3 separate regions of the Mus musculus genome follow, and regions 1 and 2 are each linked to region 3. The links are chromatin contacts, called in public Hi-C and HiChIP or PLAC-seq maps. All regions are on one chromosome and are shown on one strand. Each heading gives the region's core, a stretch centred on a gene start, on an enhancer-like site or on the middle of the called end of the contact. The rest is flanking DNA. Distances are from core to core; before and after follow the strand shown. Region 1 has its middle 6.8 kb from the start of 1700096K18Rik. Region 2 holds the start of Kcnh2 (potassium voltage-gated channel, subfamily H (eag-related), member 2). Region 3 holds the start of Prkag2os1 (protein kinase, AMP-activated, gamma 2 non-catalytic subunit, opposite strand 1).

Evidence for each region. Hi-C and Micro-C count contacts between places; a contact is called where the count stands out from the background. HiChIP or PLAC-seq counts read pairs in DNA pulled down with a chosen protein or histone mark.
Region 1: a contact with region 3 is called in an HNF4G HiChIP or PLAC-seq map of pancreatic cancer cells. The contact joins the enhancer-like site here to the promoter of Prkag2os1 in region 3. A contact is called at or near these places in 2 of 39 promoter capture datasets (liver and pre-B cells), 2 of 484 Hi-C or Micro-C datasets (both in embryonic stem cells) and 2 of 115 datasets of contacts at active chromatin or transcription factors (memory CD8 T cells and pancreatic cancer cells).
Region 2: a Hi-C map of CD4 T cells shows a contact between it and region 3, with 3 times the contacts expected there. The contact joins the promoter of Kcnh2 here to the promoter of Prkag2os1 in region 3. A contact is called at or near these places in 2 of 484 Hi-C or Micro-C datasets (CD4 T cells and embryonic stem cells) and 1 of 115 datasets of contacts at active chromatin or transcription factors (memory CD8 T cells).

Annotation. Positions count from the first base shown.
Region 1 is chr5:25,534,761-25,538,863 of GRCm38.p6, reverse strand. No RefSeq gene overlaps it. Among named protein-coding and RNA genes, the nearest start is that of 1700096K18Rik, 6.8 kb to the right of the region's middle. Within about 2 kb of position 1,838, at least 52 of the 459 cell types and tissues checked have an H3K27ac peak or open chromatin away from gene starts, as enhancers often do. A contact at or near this core is called in embryonic stem cells and pancreatic cancer cells, where this site is marked.
Region 2 is chr5:24,349,582-24,353,643 of GRCm38.p6, reverse strand. Kcnh2 (potassium voltage-gated channel, subfamily H (eag-related), member 2) reads left to right here and starts at 2,040. Exons shown (of 15, transcript NM_013569.2): 1 at 2,040-2,436. The coding sequence starts at 2,361.
Region 3 is chr5:24,900,797-24,904,643 of GRCm38.p6, reverse strand. Prkag2os1 (protein kinase, AMP-activated, gamma 2 non-catalytic subunit, opposite strand 1) reads right to left here and starts at 2,075. Exons shown (of 7, transcript NR_040684.1): 1 at 1,806-2,075; 2 at 1,359-1,479; 3 at 159-287. All of the region lies in intron 5 of Prkag2 (protein kinase, AMP-activated, gamma 2 non-catalytic subunit), which reads left to right.

The DNA of each region.
Region 1 (4,103 bases), core at 589-3,088, 630 kb before region 3:
GCGAAGCTTCTCTGTCTCTGTGGGTCTCTGTGGGTCAGGCCTTGCTTTACAAAGGGAAGACAAATGAGATGAATTGAATTGGGAGACAAGGGCATGGCCAGAGCTGTGGGCAAAGTGCCCAGATGGAGCCTGGCAGTGGGGCCAACCTTAGCCAGGCACGATAGGGCACCATTCCTTCACACAGGAAATGATGTGAAGGGTTTTGATTTGTTGTTAGTTTTAAGACAGGATCTCATTGAATAGACCAGGCTAGCCTTAAAGTCACAGAGGTCCTCTCACCTTTGCCTTCCAAATGCTTAAAATCCACCATGACCAGTGGATGAAGAAATATTTAAGATGACATGGAGCAAAGAGTCTGTGGCCATTGAGATGGCTAAGGAGGTACCTGCTCCGGAGCCTGAAGACCTGAGTTTTATCTCTGAGACACATGAAAGGTAGACGAGAACTGACTCCCACAAGTTGTCCTCTGACCACTGAACACACACAGCAGAACAGGTATGCTGTTGAGAGTTTACTGCTATGGTCTGAACCCCACCCCCACACAGCTGTAGCAATGCTATTCCATGTCTTCCATTTATTTCATATTGTTGCCTGCTAGTCAACAACACAAAAAAGTCACAGCTTAACTCATGCTGACCACATCCCTGTTATTTTATGTTTTATGAGGTTTATTACTCTTAGGAAATCCCACAAGCTTCACGTAGGACCCATCAAGTTAAAGGTCAATATGAACTGTTATGTCTAAAATGGCTTGAGTCACAGCTGACCTGGTGGGGTTTTTTTTCCTTTATAAGCTAACAGAAAAAACTATCTATTGTCGTAGTTCGGATAATTCTGAGCTTTGTTCCTGGTCTGACCAGTATTAAGATGTGCATTCAATAAACTATTCTTGCTTAACTGAGATCAGTGTTCATATGGTTTGTGCGGCGATTCCTGAACCCCAACATTTACCAGATGTGGCTGCTATGCAGAGACCAGGATGGAGGATGAGACAGACTAGAGACCTCCTCATGGCAAAGAATACCAAACAAGGTTTTGGTTTTGTTAATATTTTATTACTTTATTGCATTATATTTGAGACAGGGTCTTGCTACAACTTGGCATGGGCTGCCCTAGGACTCACGGATTCACCTGCCTTTGCCTGCTGAGTACTGGAGACTGACAAACTGTATGCTGCCATGACTGGCTGTGTGGCTCAGTCTGAGAGCACCAGCCTAGCTGTGCCAGTCCCTTAGTGCCATCCCTAGTGTTTCGGAAAAGGAAACATGTAGGAAAATCCTTCAACCTCCTTCATGCTACTTTCTTTGTTGTTTGATGTAGTGTCTGATTTAACCCCGAGGTGGCCTCAAAGATGACCTTGAACGTCTGATCCTCCTGACTCAACCGGAGTTAAAGGCACAGAAATTTTACCCGCCAATTTTTTATTTACTTGTATTTATTTATTTGAGGCAGGGTGTTCCTCTAGCTATGGCTGGCCTTACACTTGAGATTGCCTTCCTGCTTAGGTTCCCTGTGCTGGGATGACAGGTGTGAGTCACCACATCCTTGATCCTTTTCTTAACAGTAGGGAGGGCAAGAGCTAGCTCCACCTCCCCAGCAGTGCCTGAGTGCGTAGAGTTCTCTCTTTTCACGTGAAGCTGCCATTCTGTGGACTTCACTGCAGAGAGACTCAGGAGCAGTGTGGGGGTGCCGAGCACGGGTGTACTTGCAGGTGAGGAGTTTAATACAAGCTTAACCCGGGGAGCAGGGGTGGGGTTAGAAAGGGTTGTGCCAGAGGACGAGTGAGAAGCACCCAAGGGTGGCTGTAGGCTTCACAGTGGCTAGAGCCCTGGATTTGGGTGGTGGCTGAAGACCTAAGATGAGGTCATAGGGTGGGTCCCTGCTGATAAGGTCACACCCCAGGTCACAAGCCCTGCTCAATCAAGTTCAGGTATTTTTACTGTAAGCAAAAGCTGATAGTCCTGTTTGTGAAATTCCTGGAAAATGTCTGAGAGGAGTCAGGCTCTAAGTACAAGCTCAACATGTCCAGCTCGTAGATACATTTCCTGCCTTCCTAATCTTTTTTTTTTCCACACTTACTTTTATTTATGTGTCTATATGTGTATGGGAGAGATTAGGGTGGGGGTCTCTTGGAGGCCAAAAGACAGCATGGGTTCCTCTGGAGATGGAGTTACAATTGTGAGCTAACTACTGTGGGGGTGGGGAACCAGATCTGAAAAAAAGAGCAGCAAGAGCTCTTTTCTGAGCCAGTGCCCAAGCCCCCTATTTAACATTCTCATTTAAAACAGTCCTATATAAGCTGTGGTGGCAGGCGCCTTTTTAATTCCAGTATTTGGGGGGAGGGGGGATTGTAACCAAACCTCTGCTAGCTAAAGGCCAGCTTGGTCTACATTCTAAACACAGGCTTCAAAAAACAACAACAACAACAACAAAACAGCCAAAACCAAACAACTATATAAAAGTGTTAAACTTCAAACCTGGGACAATCGGCTGAGGTGCCTATTTAACTATCAAAGTGGACCTGGCCTCCAGGTTCTCCCAGCATTCCTCAGTCCCCACCTGTTCCACAGTATGGCTGGCATACCTCAGCCCCTATCATAAACTTTCCAGACTAGGGGCTGGGCTGCCCTTCTCCCAGAGGTTTTTCCCTATATAATCCAGATACCTTTGGTTACCTGCCCCTTTTTGTACCTTGGTACTCTGCACTTGAGCCCCTCTCCCTTCCCCTCCCCCTCTCCCTATTTGGCTCAGGGTCATGACCACTCTGGGCTTGCCCAGATGTATCTACCTCTGGCTGTGTTTTCCTTTTTATCTATACTATATTTTCTCCTCCACCATACCTGGGACAGTCATGTCCTTTCCTTTCCTTTCTTTCTTTTTTTTTTTTTTTTTTCATTCTAAAAGGAATATTGTCTCTTCTATAAGAGCACATACATGTTAGTTCTGCTAGGTTCTGTGTCTTCCAAGCTGCTAGTAGACTCCAGCCTAAGTCCAGAGAGAAGCCTCTTTTCCCTTCCTCCGTTCCACCTCAGTCCTACAGGACTTGTAGTCAATCAGCCAAAAGTTCCAGAGAACTCATCTCTCCAGAGCCCTTCTTCACTCTCTCAGGGCAGGTTCCTATCTGGCAGCCAAAGTCCAGCTTTGTAAGTAAGGGCAACAACTTACATGTCTTTAGTAAGCCACCTTCCTACCAGCCCATCACATCCAATTATGGAGAGATTTGTGCCTTCTCCCTAAACTCAACTTGTTCAAAAGCTAACCTCCGGATATTAGAGTATTTGGATACAGGATCTCTAAGGAGGTAACTGGCTAAAATGAGGTCACTAGCTGAGTGTGGTGGTGCATGCTTTTAATCCTAGCAGCAGGGAGGCAGAGGCAGGCAAATTGCTGTTTGAGGCCAGCCTGGTCTACATAGTGAGTTTCATTCCAGCTAGGGCTAATGCAACCCAGTCTCAAAAAAAGAAAGAGAGAGAGAGAGAGAGAGAGAGAGAGAGAGAGAGAGAGAGAGAGAGAGAGAGAGAGAGAGAAAGAGAGAGAGAAAGAGGAAAAGAAAAAGAAGGAAGGAAGGAAAGGAAAGGAAGAGAAAGAAAGAAAGAAAGAAAGAAAGAAAGAAAGAAAGAAAGAAAGAGAGAGAGAGAAAGAAAGAAAGAAAGAAAAAGAGAGAAAGAGGAAAAGAAAAGAAAAGAAAAGAAAAAGAAGGGAGGAAAGGAAAGGAAAGGAAAGGAAAGGAAAGGAAAGGAAGAGAAAGAAAGAAAGAAAGAAAGAAAGAAAGGAAGGAAGGAAGGAAGGAAGGAAGGAAGGAAGGAAGGAAGAGAAAAGCTGTCATTAATGATGAGCTCCAATACCCCAATTAAGTATGACTGGATAACAGCAACAAAAAGACACAGGCTCAGAGAAAAGACCATTAGAGGACAGAAGATGCCAGAGAAGGAACCAGGCTTGGGCTAGGACTAGAGTCCAGTGCTAGAGAGATTGCCTAGCATTCATGAGGCTCTAAGCTCAATTCCTGGCACTGAGAGGACTCAGGGTAGAAATGGGTTTGGTGGGCATGGTCTCACCTTGGCTTTGATCTTAGCAATTTGAAAACTGAGACAGAAGCATCA
Region 2 (4,062 bases), core at 791-3,290, 550 kb after region 3:
GAGAGCTTTCTTTAGCAAGCAAGCAGCTCTTAGGAGAGTTACTGTGTATCTGGTTTCTCCTTTTACTGGCAGATAATGGGCCTCGGTGACCTTGTGTTTTCCCTCTGGGATAGTAAGACCAAAAGACTTCCTCAGCAAGTGGCTCCCAGTGGTAAGGACTGCTGGCCAGTCAGACGAGGAGTCCCCTCCTTTTGGGACCAATCTTTCCTGAAGCCTCGGTCTAGAAGGAGGCCATAGAGGTTTCTTCCTTTGGATCTTGCTCTCCGTGCCCACTCTCACTTTTTCTCACTTTCAGTCCCCAGGCTTAGAAAGGAGGACTCTTCACTCACACAGGCCGGGTGTTCCGGGGCCAGAGCAGCCATGAGCCCAGAGGCGCTGAGGCCTCTCAGGCTAAGTTACAAGTTGGGCATCCTGTGTGTATGAGGAAGACGCTGTTGGTGGAAAGGGTCTGAGGGATGACTGTGCAGGCAGGAGTCTCTGGACTTTTTTAGCATCAGCTGGTGGAGCCACCTCCTTCTCTCCCACCGGCTGCCTCCCTGAGTCACTGCCCACCCACTAGCAAATAAAAAAGAGTGTCACCTCCTGGCCAGGGGCCCTGTTTGGCCTTAGTGTTTTCAGGATTTTGCTCCTGGAGTAAGAGTAAGGTAAGAGTCTGGCTGGCGTGGTCTCATGGCGACCTTTCTTGCGCCGTCCGTCGCCCCCTCTCCCCCATCCAATGAAGGTTCCCGCTGGTGACAAGACCCAGCCCCTTGCTGCAAGGACAGAGGCAGCTGCAAGCCCTCAGGAACCCCCACATGGCCCCATCCATCTAGACAGGCCTCTGATCCGGGTTGCAGGCAGGGGAGGGGATTCAAGGCCGCCTCAACTCCAGCTGCCTGGCTCCTCCCCACAGCAGGCCTGCTCAGCTGTCAACACTCGCCTCTCGGCCTTGCCCTGCCCCAGGCGTCGCTGAGCTGCTCAAATCAAGGACACCTCAGCCGCCCGAAGCCCCCTACTCAGGCCCCAACAGGCGGTGGGCAGGCAGTGGGCAGGCGGCTGGTGGACACCCTGCCTGCCCTTGAGCATCCTCAGACCTCTTTGCCTAAATAAGGGAGCTGCTGCTGGAGCGAGCCAGCTGGCAGGGGGAGGGGCCCAAGGCAAGGCCAGGGTTTTCCGAGGGGGCTGGGCCGCCCGGGCCGCCTCGGGGGGCCCCAAGCCCTCCTATTGGGCCTATGAGGTTCCTTCAGCAGAGGGAGGGAAGGCCTCTAGCTCACGGGGATCCCCTGGCTGGGACCTCGCACTCAAGGAAGGGCCTCGCTTTGCTCTTACAGCTAAAAGGCCGCAACTGCTGTCGGTCTCTTTGTACGTGTCATCCATGGAGAGATTCGAATAACCACCGAGAGGTTATAACTCCCTGGAGACAGGGGAGGCGTGCCTCTCTTACGGCTCACCCACCCTTGTCTCAAAATTTTACAGCTTCCACATTCCCTGTTCTTCCCATTTTCTGGCTGTCCCCTGGTCCTAGGGCGGCTCATCTCAGAGCCTAGGCCTCACTCAACCCCGTCACCCACAGCACATTCCGACATCGAGCTGTGGGTACTCAGCCTGCCCTAGGCGCAGCAGGGAAGCAGGAGATAAAGGGTTGGTCCTGTCCCCATCAAATCGGGTTTCTCAGTCCTGAGTCTGGGAGGGGGCGATATGCCCTTCTCCCTGGTCACCTCCAAACCGACCATCGCACCTGTCCTCACCGTTCCCCTACTTAAAGGTCCCTTCCCCCTCTCGGCGGAGCGCGAGTCCCGGGGGCGCGGTAGCGGAGCGAGGGGTTGGGACTCCGGGAGCGCTCGGCGCGGCTCAGCCAATAAGAAGGGCGGGCGCTCGGGGTGGCGGGGAGAGGGCGGTGCTGCCGGCGCGCGGCGACAGGAGGGGGCCGGGAGGCGGGGGCCGGAGCCGGAGGGGCGCGCGCCGCATTAACCCTTCAGCCGCCGGACCAAGCCGCAGGCGCTGCCCGAGCCGCGGGCGCTGGAGCGGCTGTCGGCGCGGCGGCGGCGGGCAGGCGTGAGCCGGGAGCCCGGCGCTGGAGCGGGCGGAGCGCGGCGCGGGGACGAGGTGCAGCCGGGCCCGTGGCACCACCAGCCCGGGTCGACAGACAGGTGTGCCGGCGCCGCAGCTCCAGCAGCTTCAGGCCCGGCCCAGGGTCCGGAGCCGGCAGCCACTAAGCAGAGCGGGAATCCCGCGCCCTCGGTCCAGTTCCGGCCCCGCCCGCACTCAGCTTGGCCGCGGGGTGCGGAGACCACGGCCCGGCCAGGCCACCCGAAGCCTAGTGCTGGGCCGGGCCGGGCCAGGGTGGGTGGGGGCCCGCCCGGCCCGCCCATGGGCTCAGGATGCCGGTGCGGAGGGGCCACGTCGCGCCGCAGAACACCTTCCTCGACACCATCATCCGCAAGTTTGAGGGCCAGAGTGAGTGGGGGAGGGGGCAAGGCGGGGAGGGGGTCTGGGGGGGTGGGTCCAGTTCTGCTGAGTGTGGCTGGGGGGGCGTGCCCGGGCCGTGTGCAGTGCAAAAATGTGAGTCAGTAGGGGCTGGTGGGCCCTGAGACTTACGCCAGGAGCCAAGGGGACAAGGCTTGGTGCCAGGGACCACTGGCATAGGACCAAGGGGCCTAGTGTTGCAGCTAGGGGTCGGAGAGTGAGTATGACACCAGGAATGTGCAGGAAAGGGAGGTGGGATGAGATGTGTAGGTGTTTCCAACTCTAAATGTCCAGAGTTGATGAGATTGTGTGTGTGTGCTGTCCTAAGACTGTTTATGACCTAAGCTGTTGGTCCCTAAAAGTACACTGCGCGTTCCAGTCTTGGCTGTGTTGTATGTGACAGACTAAAACTAGAGGTGTAGGATTAGTGACCAAATCTGCTCTTGAGTGTGTGACAAGTATATGGTCAAATCCCTGTGTCACTAATGAATTCGAGTCTGCATGGGCCGTGGAGAGGCGTCTCCGGCAAGTCCCCAAGATTGTGGGCCCTGTGCTGAGAGGCTGCTGCACACCTGAAGCTGGCTTTGGGGCGAACAGGCTGGCCATGGAGTTCCAGTGTGGTGGACTTTCCTGCTGGGGATGGTACCCCAAGCCCCTTTGGGTTTGGGTGACTACAACTCCCCTTATTCGGACCTGGCAAGGGAGACTTCCAGAAATGTGTCCTAGGCTAGGTGAATGTTTGGTGTTGGTGTGCCTGTCCTCAAGGCTGCATGTGCCACAGAGTGTGTGACTGCAAAGGGCCCCTGGAGCAGGAGGGTGACATTCCTTGCCTGTGACCCTGTGCACACAGGACAATGTGTGCTTTACTGTGTTGGGAGGGAGGGCTCAGTTGGATGGGCAGCATTGTCCCTAGACAGAGAACAGGATGATCCCGAAGAGGTGGTGCAGGCCTAAGGGCAGGGGGCAGGCCCTTGCTCGGGCTTTCTTTTCCTACCAGTTAGGTAGGCAGGGGCAGAATCTGAGAAGATCTTGGACTGGGTCCTAGAGGCTTGGCTTCTGGCCCCGCCTCTGCCACTGACTGCCAGATGACCTTGAGTGACTCTTCCTACTCAAAGCCTCAGTTTCCACATTTGTGAACAAGGTGATAAACTACAGGGCTTGTGAGGTCTCGCCAGGATCTGTATTTTAGGCCTTCAGTCAAGTGGTGGGGTAGAGTGGGACTTGCCTTCAAAGGAACTTTGTTCTCTTCTCCTAGTCTGGGGGGGGGGGGCTCACTTTTCTCCTGTGGGTGGTGGGTACTCTGGACACCTTAGGCTCAGTAGGAGTGGAGACAGAGTTAGAAGGCCTTTTCATAGGACAAGAAACTCGGACCTGGGGTTGATGCTTGCTTGGGAGTTCCAAAAGGCCTTGGGAACTGACCTAAAGATGACCCAACGCTCAAAAGTAACTTCTTGGAGGGCAGAAGTTGGGAGGCTGGAACCTGGTAGGCTGGCCTTGCTGCAGGGAGCCCTGCTGTAGCCAGCTGCCTGGGGTTTGCAGGACTGTGCAGGGCTGCAGCCTGAAGACTGCATAGCGAGGAGGGAAGGAAACAGGTTCAACTTCAATTGCACACCCCAG
Region 3 (3,847 bases), core at 826-3,325:
AGAGAGGTTCAGGGTTAAGGTGACTTGCGGCAGTGGTGTTCCCCATCTGCCCTTGCTGATTGGTTTCTCCTCACCTTCGTCATCTGTCCCAACACCAGCACCCTGGGTTCCCTCCCGCCCTCACGGTTCTCCATGGGCAGATTCCAGACCTCACTCACACAGTCTTACTGTGGGAAGCCGGGCTAACTGAGTCCAGGGTGATCAGAAATAAGGAAGGAGCTGGTGCGTGATAGCTCACATGGTTACGTTTGCTGCTCCAGCGTGGTGTTGTAGTTTGCTTCCTGCCTCTGTAACAAACCCCATGACCAAAAGCAACTTAGGGAGAAAGGATCTCTCACCCCACAGCTTGTAGTTCATCATGAAGGAAAGTCAGGGCAGGAGCCTGGATGCGGGAGCTGAGGCAGAGGCCATGGAATGATGCCACTTACTGGCTTGCTCCCCATGACTCGCTCTGCCTGCTTTCTTGTATCACCTGAGAAGCAAGGATACAGGCAGGGGCCCAGAAAAGGCTCCACCCACAGCAGGCTGGCCCTCCCACATTTATCACTAACTGAGAAAATACCCCCACAGACTTGCCTAAAGGCCAGTATGATAGAGGTATTTTCTCAATTTAGGTTCCCTCTTCCCAGGTAACTCCAGCTGGTGTCAGGTAGCCAAAAAAAAAAAAAAAAAAAAAAAAACAAAAAACAAAACAAAAAACTAGACAGCAAAAAATGCAGATCTAAACTCAATCCCCAGCACCCACATATAAAAATCTGGTAATATATAATCATGGTAATATAGGTTTGTAATCCCTGCACACTGGGGAAGCGTAGACAGGCAGATCTCTGGAGCTTACTGGCCAACCAGACGAGATGAATTGCCAAGATTCACTGTAAGAGCCTATCTCAAAAACTAAGGTGGAGAGCAATGGAAAAAGACATCCAGTAGCCACCTCTGGCCCTTACCCATACATGCACCCAAACATGCATGCTTACATGAATGTGCGCGCGCGCACACACACACACAGAGCGTGTGAGAGAGAAATCGCGAGCACCAGAGCGAGCAGGGACCACTCTGGGAAAGTAAAACATCTCGGAGCTCAGGCCCTGGCGTGTGAAGACTTGGCTGCCTTTCCTTGGGTAATCAATCCACAGAGCTCCTGAAGCTTTGTTTTAGTATTGCTATCACTATGGGTTGTATCTGCCAAACACAGGCCTGGCGCTTGGTAACCACTTGCTTGCTTTCCATTCCTCCTTGGAAGTCAGACTCCAGAGCATCCAATAACCAGTGTACCAAAAAAAAAAAAAAAAAAAAAAAAAAAAAAAAAAAAAAAGGGGGAAAGAAAACAAACAAAAAACTGTGCCCACTATTCTTACCTGGTGGGAGGGAATTGCCTAAAGGGAGTGAAGATGGGTTCTCTGTGGAGATGGCACACCTTGGGCACTGCAGCAGTCTGGCCCTCCGTGGCGTCACCATACATGAACAGGTGCACAGTTTCTATGTGGTATTAAATTTTCATGAGGATGGAGAATCCAGGGAGGCACTGAGAGCCTATGAAGCCTTTCCTTCTCCCTAGAATCTCGGGGCTTTTAAAAGTGAGCCTCTGCAGAGTCAGCCTGCCGGTTTGTTGGCTGTGACATGAGGGGTGCTGACCTCTGGTGGTAGACATGTCAAAGTGACAGGTTCAGAAGGTCTGTCTGTGCTCTCTGAACTCTGACCTTCTCTGGCTGAGTTTATAGGCCAGGGATAAATTGATTCTTGACCACAAGAATAATTAAGATTGTATGAAATATCTGTAGTAGAAAACTTCCTGCCTAGCTTACCCTGTATTTAACATATTGCCACATGTTTTAGTATATCCAAAGTCAGGTTCAAACATATCCTAACGGTGTCCTAGGCTTAAGAAGGTACAGGAGTTGTCCTGTGGACTGTGCTTTGGAAGGTGTCTGCACCCCAGAAGTTTCTGGAATGAAATTTTAGTCCCCGTGTAACGTGGAAAGGAGATGTATCGTCTCCCAGGTATTGATTGGTTCTTCCTAGGCATCCTGGAAAGGATGAAGCCAGCCTCCCCGCTGTCTGGCTTCTTCTCTGTCCATAGAGCCACACCCTCTTGTACCGGCTGCTGTGTGATGCTCCCCCCCCACCCCCCATTATGACACAGCCAGTAGGACACTCAGCACACATAAACGCTATGCTCCTTAGGTCTTCCCGCTACCAAAATCATGAGCCAAGTAAATAGCTGTGTATTTTGTCCAAGAAGCAAAATCAGGCTAAGACAGACAGGAAAAGGTCGTGTTACCTAAAAGGAAAAAAAAAAAAAAATACCTGACTGGTTTAAACAAACAGGAAAGTGCATAGAGTGGTTGGATAGCAAGAAGTGGAACATATCACCAGCCTTGGCAAGTGCATGGAACCAAGTAGAAAGTCATTAGGAACCAAGGTAACACCTCCCATCACTCTGCTAGGGACTCGTGAACTTCCCTCCAGAAGACTGTCTTTCTACTTTATAGGCACCCCACCAGGGTCCAGGCCCCATCACTATCCAAATGGAACTCCATCCCACTCGCCAGAGTCCTGGGCCTGTCTCTGACCTTTGTGGCTTCCAGCTTCACCTGTCAGGTGTAAACAGGAACGGTGTTGATTGTCCAGCAGCACTGGAAAAATTGGAAAAGCATTTTTAATGTTCTCTTCTCCTAGATCTTTTGATGACTACTAGCATATACTGTGGAACTATGCTGAGTCTCAGATAACCCTAAGGCACAAAGCATTACACACACACACCCTGGGTCATAGAAGAGCAAAGTCAGAAGAGAAGAGGTGAGCCTGGCAGTGGTGCCTTTAATCCCAGCACTTGGGAGGCAGAGGCAGGTGGATTTCTGAGTTCAAGGCCAACCTGGTCTACAGAGTGAGTTCCAGGACTGCCAAAGATACACAGAGAAACCCTGTCACGGGGGTGGGGGGAGGGGGGGAAGAGGTGAAGTGCCCTCTTTAAGATGGCATATAACATTCCAGAGACTCCCCTAGAGTCAAGCCCATGTTGGAGGCCAATGTGAGGTCATCTTCCTTTCAGAAGATTACCATGGTCTCCTCTTTATTCTTTACTCCAATTCTGCCCTGCATCCAAACTTGCCAAGGTTAGCACAAACTTATCTTCCCCAAATCCAGTGGCCAGCAGTCAACCCTCGTCCCCATCTTAACCTGGAGTCCACAGAGTTGCCCCGTGCCCTCTTCTCAACGCTCATCCTTAATCTCTAAGGCATGGCTGGAGAGGTGGCTTGGTCCCTGGTGGGTTCCCCACCATAGCTGGTTGTAGATACCCTCTGTGGTTCTTTCTCTTCCCTTTGCAGCCAGTGTAACATGGCGTGACTCACAGCTCCATGCAGTCATCCTTCCTAACTGAATGGAAGAAACCAAATGTTCCTGTGGCTCTATCTGAGGCCTACTTACCTTCACACTGGTCCTCACCTAAGAGAGTGCTCACTCCTGGCTCTGACCCGACGTATTCATACTGGCCAGCATTTGGTTTCCTTACCACGAAACTTTAGTGTCTAAGGATGTCCAGCACACCTCTCTGGCCAGGCCTCTGTCCTTCACAGGTCGCTAGCTATCAAGACCAGCCACGATCCCTATAGTCTTCTTGCCTTCCTGATCTCTTCTCCCCTTCCCCACCTCCCCATTTCTCTTTCTTTCTGTCCTACAAGGAAGGGATGGAAAGAAGCAGGAGGGACCCCTAGAGTAGGTGAGGTTGGTCATGGAACACGTATGAAGGATTGAAGGGGACAGAGCAAGCTACAGAGATGTGCTTGGCTGGGGACCAAAAGCAGCCTGTGAAGGAAAACCCAGGCGGCATGCCGTCATTGAGTGA